Linked DNA regions of Ovis aries: region 1 is linked to region 2. A link is a contact called in public Hi-C data. All regions are on one chromosome and are shown on one strand. The core of a region is the stretch at or near the end of the contact, and the rest is flanking DNA. Distances in the headings are between cores, read along the strand shown.

Region 1 (3,679 bases), core at 98-2,597, 65 kb before region 2:
ATTATAATTTTATATTAAGCTCTTTAACTTAGATTTGTCTCTTAGTTCAGCTCTCCACCCTCCTCCACCCAATGAAATAATGGTTAAGGGATTTGGATGAGAAAAAGGGCGGGTGAAGGCAGAAGGAGACGCCATGAGATAAAAACTGAACAAGCTGCTTCAGTACAAACCCTGTGAGCTCTGCTGCCCTGCTCTGTCTTGATAACTATCTAACATCATTTCACAAAAAGGAGAGAGAGGCCTTCTCATTATGCAGTGCCACCCTCCCTCGGGCTTCTGTGAATCCAGAAGAGGCCGGTAAGGCCAAGGACCCGACAGTGCACAGAGGCAGAACTGGAGAAGAGGGATAAAAGCAGGTGCCACTCTGCAACCGTGGTCTGGTTCCTTGGCCCTCTTAAGTGCTCTGAAACATGGTCAAGAATTGGGGGAGAGTGTTAAGAAGTTATCAGATATGTATCAAATCACCGAACAGGTCTGGCTTGTCTGTTGCATCAGGCCTTGTGTTGGCGACTGGCGACACAAAGATGATGACAGACCATGTGCCTGATCTCAAGCTCCTATCTGGCTCGTCCAGGGACCCAGATATTCTTAAGACCACGTGTGGTCAGAGCAGCTGAAGGCCCAGACTACCTGCCCCTGCATGGGGGCACCCACGGTGGGGACATCAAGGGAGAGGAATGAAGACGTCAGCGCTGCAGAGAGATTTCAGATAGAGGGCAAAGAAATGAACTTTTTGCTTTACATTTGCACCCCTTAACTAAGATCTTCTGAAAACGCTGATGGCACAAAAGGAGTGACGTCCTGCTTTAAAAACCAACTACGTACGGCTTAAGCATTTAGTTAGTTCTAACATCACCATTTCAGAAATGTCGTAATATTAATACTGACAAATAGTTTTTTCGCAAGAAGGGACGTTGCCTCACTTGGCTCTCTGCGTGCACAGGGAAGTGGGACACGAACAAAATTCCCGGTGAAAAGCCAAGAGAGGGTGAGCTCTAATCCAGACGCTGCACACGTGTCGCCCGCCCCGCCCCATCCCCATTGTACAGGGTCCGCCAAAGCTCGCGAGAGTCCTCTTGCTTTCCACGTCTGCCACGTTCCAAAGGACCAGAACAGACTGGAAAGTCGAAAGCTGCTGGCTCTCACAGGCCGCAGCGTCGCGCCAGAGCAGCCCTAAGCCTGCAGCGGGGCGGGGAAACGCGGCTCGCTTCCGCCCCCTCATAGAGGCCCTTGTGACTGGCTGTATACCCCGTCACTCAGCCTTCTGTGGGCGGGGAGGGTGGGGCTCGCCGGACGGGGGCGTGGTCTCAGGGCGGGTGAGCGGCGCGCTCTCGCCCCGGGAGGGCAGTCGCCAGCTCGGAGCAGGCGAGGGCCGAGCGCGCGCCGGGCGAAAAGTCCTCGGAGGCGCTGCGGGCGGTGCCGAGACACCCGTGCAGCTTCAGGAGCCGCGGCCCTCACCCGCTGCAGCGCCCGCGCTCCCCACGCCCGGAGGGAGCCCCCCACCCTTGCCTGCTCCAGCGGTGCGCGCGATGGCCCCGCGCAAGAATGCCAAGGGCGGCGGCGGCAACAGCAGCAGCAGCAGCTCTGGCAGTCCGACCGGCTGCACCAGCGGCGGCAGCAGCAGCCCCGGGGCCCGGAGAGGTCAGAGGCGCTCCGGAGCCGGGGTCCGGGTGGCCCGGAGGATGGGGCTCCGTTGTGGGGGGGGCGTGGGCTCTGCGGGTCCACCTCCCCAGATACCGCCGAGCGCCTCCTCCATCCTCCTCCGGGCGCGGGGCGGAGGCCGTGCTCGGTGGGCCTGGTGGGTGGGCTGGAGGGGGGCCGGGCCAAGCGGGGAGCCCCTTCCCGGCCGCTCCCTCACCTGCAGTGCGCAGCCGAGATGGAGGTTGTGTCGATCCACTCCTTCTTGGCTCGCTGTGGAATTGACGATAGGCGTAAGAGAAACAGTTTACCTTGGCTGTGCATATTTTGGAGAGTTTGGAAATGAGCCAAAGTCAGAAAATAAGTTCGTGCCAAACCAGCAGCTTTTAAGTGCAGCTCAAAGGAGAATAAGGCTGCTGGGATGTGTGTGCGGGACGGGGGAGAGGGGAGTGATTTGAATGTTCTTGAAGATTATTTTAAATATTTTTGCCTTTATGTAGCTTTCTTACCGTGCGTTGTAGTTGCCTTTAAATATAACAGAATACCATAAATACTGGGCAAGCTTCTCTATTTTTTTCCCTTTGTCTTCTCTTAAAAAAAAAAAAAAGATATTCACCTTTCTCATCCTGTGCTTATCCAGTAAAGAGAGAGAACAGATGTTGTAAATCTGTTTCATCTCATATTTCAGTGGTTCTCATTTCTTTTATACTTCCTTTGACTCATATTTGGGATATTAAAACTGCAATCCACATGTGTATTGAATCAGAGCTATAAACTTTCCCGTTTAAAATAATTCTAGATTCTTTGTTTCCTGAGGTCTGCAAGGAATGTATTTACTTGTATCAAAAAAGTAAATCAGAAGACTATAGTCATCCTTTAAAGAGCTGTTTTTTAAATAGCACTTGCCACCATCTGAAATTATCTATTTTCATGTGTATTGCCTTCCTGTCTCACTCATTCCCTCTGGTTGATTCCTTTTCCCAACTCTTTGAGTCTTGCCATTAATAGATGCTCAATAAAAAATTATTTGATGAGTGAATGAATTTAAATAGTTAAATTTAAATGATGAAAATAGTACAGTTGAAATCATTGAATAAATTTACACTCTGAGAACTAATATTTTGTATTGTAGAGAAAAGAGATACAGTTTGAATTCCACAGAAAACATATTAATTCACCTTTGACATAAGTAAACTTTGTATTCCTTTGTCACTTGACCTTAAATGCCAGTCAGTTGACTTAAACAGGCAGAAGGGTAGACGAAGGAGGGCTCTGCCTACACTTTTAAAAATATCTAAATGAGAACTCATGCAGCTTCAGCTCCAAGTAGAGAAAGCTGATGAAGGACACTTTAATGTTGTTTTCAAAAGTTTTTGTAGCCATTTACAAGCAAAGCACATCATTTTTGTTCCACTTTGCCTTTTGCAGTTCTGGGTAGAGAGGTTTGACTATATCTGAAGCAGTTGTTTTATAAATGCCCTGTCAGTGAGAATTAGCATCGACAGTGTGTGTTGATTGTATCCCCATCCCCAGTGGTTCAAGGTCTGAATCAGTTTTAACAGGTAGGTGCTACATTTAGGAAATGTTAGGACCAAAATGAACACATTCCAACTTTGATATTCCAACATTTTAGAGCAAATTCCATTCTATTTGAGGATCTACATTCTTTTAAGTATTTTACACATTGATCCTATAATTGTTGTGAAACAGACATAGTGTATAAAAGAGAATGTAGAAATGAGAGAGATACCTGTATTACCAGAAAAATCTCCACAGACGGAGGGTTGACGTTGGAGTCTCGCTTGTTACATAAGGAGCATTCTTTTTCCGTAGCTATTTTTTTTTGTCAGTCAGTGATGAGTTCTGACTGTGTGCCACGTGGAAGGCACAGGAGATGAAAGGAGGTTTCTCTCTGTTGTAAGCAGTTGCACTGCAGTGTGAACATGTGATCCTATTTGTATTGCTTCCTTATAGCATAGAATACCGGAAAGATGGAGCCACTTCTATTTGGTTGCTGTATCTATCTGTCATTGATGTGTAC
Region 2 (3,627 bases), core at 71-2,570:
ATGTTTCATGTATTACTAAAATGATGGTTAACTATGTGAAATGACTTTGATATTATTTTAAAATTCAAGTATTAATTGAGTGAGCTTTTAAAAGTTATTAGAAGACAAATGTTTTTAAAATAACACTGCACTAGTTTTATTTTGCCCCATTTTATTGTTAAGAGAATAAATGGAGACCAACGATAGTGTGACCAATGATACATCAAGAACAAATAACATTAGCAACAGGAGGAGGGAAATAGAAGAGAACAGGGCAAACTATAACAGGCTCTCTGGGAACTGTTTTCAACCCTCAGATTACACTGACTGCTTGGGTGGCCACCAGAGCAAAAAGAAACTTTTAATTACGTAGATCATATTACTAGAGAAGACACGAACATGCTGTTTACTTAGAGAATGTAAAGCATTTCCTTAGCTCTTACATCTAAAACGTTTAAGTTCCGTATGAAGAATATTAAACGATACTCTAGAAACCAATGTTTGCTAAGACTGTTTCTTGACTCATCCGTTGATAAAAACACAGAACCCCCAAAGGGTTTCCCTGGGGGCTCTGGTGGTAAAGAGCCCACCTGCCAATGCAGGAGACTCGAGAGCTGCAGGTTGGATCCCTGGGTGGGAAAGACCCCTGGAGGAGGGCATGGTAACCCACTCCAGTATTCATGCCTGGAGAATCCCACAGACAGAGGAACCTGGGGGCTACAGTTCTTGGGGTCTTCAGACACGACTGAAGCAACTTTGCACACACGCACCATACCAAAATTTAACAGGAGGGTTTTGAAGAGAGCAGAACAAGTGGTGTCCTGATACTTCTAGTGTGTTGGTGAGAGCTGAAGGTGGCCCTAAAGGAAAAAATTATGTTTCTTAAAAACAAACAATTCTCCATCATTTAAATTGGGCTTTTGAGGGCTGGCTAAAGTATCTTAGTCCATCTTGGGTATTTTGCGGTTAAGTGTAAAACATCCATCAGGCTCCATCTGTGCTCCACTGGGGAGACCAGCTTTGGCTGAGTTTGAGAGTTTTGCCCTTGGCTAGTAGGGGTCTAGGAGCCTGTGTCCTTTAGTACCACTTCTTCTCAGCCAGAAAAGGTACTTCACCTGCCAGTGTGAGTAAACACAGGCTTTCCATTCCTGCATCTTTTTTTAAAATTTCACCTTTAACCTAAGCCAAGGATGATGCAATCTCAGTACATGGTTGATTTCAATATGATGAGGTAAGTGCTGTGATGGTGAAATACATGATGCTGTGTGGGACTTACTCAGACTTTGGGTCACCAGGGGCTTCCTGGAGGAATGACATTTTGATTTACGAGCTGGAGGATGGTGCAATGCTTCGCCAGTCAAAGGTTGTCAGCAAAGTTTTAAGTAGAGGGCATGGCATGTCTGAAAGTCCAGGGACCAAAAAGATCTGAACACAGGTGGAGAGATGAGGGGAAGGGATGTTCTCACTTGATGCTAAGAGGAGTTGAAACCATTGGAGGGCGTGAAGGAGCATTGTGTATTCTGTCTGCAGCATGAAAAATGAGGTGGAGGAATTGTCAATAGGAAGATGGGACAGGGAGGTTGTACTGGGGATCTGAGTGAGTCGAGATGGTTGTTCAAAGTAAATTTCAGCCAAGGTTGGGGGAGAAGGAAGTGGAGGGTGCGGTGGACATCTGTGTGGATAGATGCAGGAAGCCAGTCTAGCACCTGGATTCCCAGAATCTCTTCTTTGTCAAGACTTTCTTCTCAGAAAACCACAGACCGTGGCTTTAAATACTACTTATGAATCTATATCTGCAGCCCTGATCTCTCATCTAAGCTCCTGGATTTACCGAACTGAATAACTAACTAGAGATAAGATAACTATTCTTATCTCTATATGCATGTTTTATGGATATCTCAGACTCAAAATGTTCCTAAAACTGAAATTCTTGATTCCTCTCCATCTCACAGCTCCACCGAAAAAAATGTTTTATTCCAGTCTTCTATATTCTAGTTAATGGTCTCTTTATCCATTCAGTTGCCAAAGCTAAAATCCTGGGAGTTTTCCTTGATTTCTTTCTCCTTTTCCCCTCTCATGCATCATCCATCAGTAAGTCCCTTCAGCTTTGCCTCCAAAATGTATTCTGACTTCTGCAGTGTCAGCACCACCATCCCCTCTTCCATCCACTTGGGTCTTTGCTTCCATCTTTGCTCCTCTGCACCCAGTGTTTGATGTGGCCAAGCCTACTGTGGGCCTGATCTCTCTCCCCTTCATCACTTTTCTCGAGCCTAGCTGGCCTCTCTCTTCTCTGTAATCGCCAGGCCTGTCTCTGCCCTAGGACCTTTGGCTTGGTCTGTCTTCTGTTAGTATCTTTGTGTGTGTGTCCAGTCTTCAAATCTTATCAGACCACACTTGCCTCCTTGACACTGTCTCTAACGTAGACTCTCTGTCCCCATCCTTCTGTGTTCCATTGTCGCGTTCTGGTCCTGCAGTTACTTTTATTAGCTGTGTAGCTTTAGCACAGTTCTTCAAGCCCTTTACCCTTCAAAGTTGGATAATTGCTCCCTCATAGGGTTGGGGTGGCAGTTGCAGAGGGCATTGGCCGTGCCTCTGTTGAGGTCTCGTGGGCTCTCACGAGACAGTTTTCCTCCTGGCAGGCTGTCCCTGGGTCATGGAGACTCTCAGTGTATGGTGCTTCTGCTGAAAACAGGGGCTTCTGTTGAATAGATGGGCAAGAGAGCCCAGCCCTGCCTACATAAAACCTGTAAAATTACACTGAATAAATAAATAAGGAACGTGACTAGAAGAAAAAAAGTCATACAGTTAGTGACAGGAAAAATTGATCAGTGTGCTGAGAAGCAGAAAATCTGAAATGAGAAACAAGATAGGAGGCTGTAATAAGAAGACCGAAAACAGTGCCAACATAAAAGGGCCTAATGGCCCAGTTGCATCACTGGGCCACACCAAGTGACTAAGAACGCACCAAGGAAAGTGACTAAGAACCCCGTCCTGCAGTCTGAGGGGAACGTTCAGTAGCAGTAGAAGTTGTATTATTGTTACCACTGTGGTGACGATGATGGTAAAAATATTAACAGCAGCCGCACAGCAACAATAAAGTTTGCTTATTATAGTGAGAGTGAAAGTTGTTCAGTCGTGTCAGACTCTTTGCAACCCCATGGACTATATAGTCCATACAATTCTCCAGGCCAGAACACTGGAGAGAGTAGCCTTTCCCTTCTCCAGGGGATCTTCCCAACCCAGGGACTGAACCCAGGTCTCCTGCATTGCAGGTAGTTCTTTACCAGCTGAGCCACCAGGGAAGCCCAAGAATACTGGAGTGGGTAGCCTATCCCTTCTCCAACGGATCTTCCCAACCCAGGAATCGAACTGGGGTCTCCTGGTTTGTAGGCAGATTCTTTACCAACTGAGCTATCAGGGAAGCCCTTATTTATTATGGGCCAGGCATTTTTCTAAGCCCTTCAGTCCTCATAACAATGCTATGAGTAGGTACACTTATTATTCCTTTTTTCAGAAGAGAAATCTTAGGCCCAAAGCAGTTAAGTCACTGGCCCAGGGTCACACACAGCTGGTATAGCTGGATCTAGATGGACCTGATTCCTAGAGCAGTACTGCACTGCAGGCCATTGTCTGGCTGACTTGAGTTCT

Evidence for each region. A called contact is a pair of places that touch in the nucleus more often than the background predicts.
Region 1: a contact with region 2 is called in a Hi-C map of tail adipose tissue, with 2.7 times the contacts expected there. The contact joins the promoter of ASPH here to the enhancer-like site in region 2. A contact is called at or near these places in 8 of 16 Hi-C or Micro-C datasets (hypothalamus, liver, mesenteric adipose tissue and 5 more).

What each region holds. Positions count from the first base shown.
Region 1 is chr9:40,145,328-40,149,006 of ARS-UI_Ramb_v3.0, reverse strand. It overlaps ASPH (aspartate beta-hydroxylase), which reads left to right and starts at 1,347. Exons shown (of 24, transcript XM_060393701.1): 1 at 1,347-1,641. The coding sequence starts at 1,530.
Region 2 is chr9:40,080,079-40,083,705 of ARS-UI_Ramb_v3.0, reverse strand. All of the region lies in intron 5 of ASPH (aspartate beta-hydroxylase), which reads left to right. Among named protein-coding and RNA genes, the nearest start is that of ASPH, 66 kb to the left of the region's middle. Within about 2 kb of position 1,320, at least 8 of the 54 cell types and tissues checked have an H3K27ac peak or open chromatin away from gene starts, as enhancers often do. A contact at or near this core is called in tail adipose tissue, where this site is marked.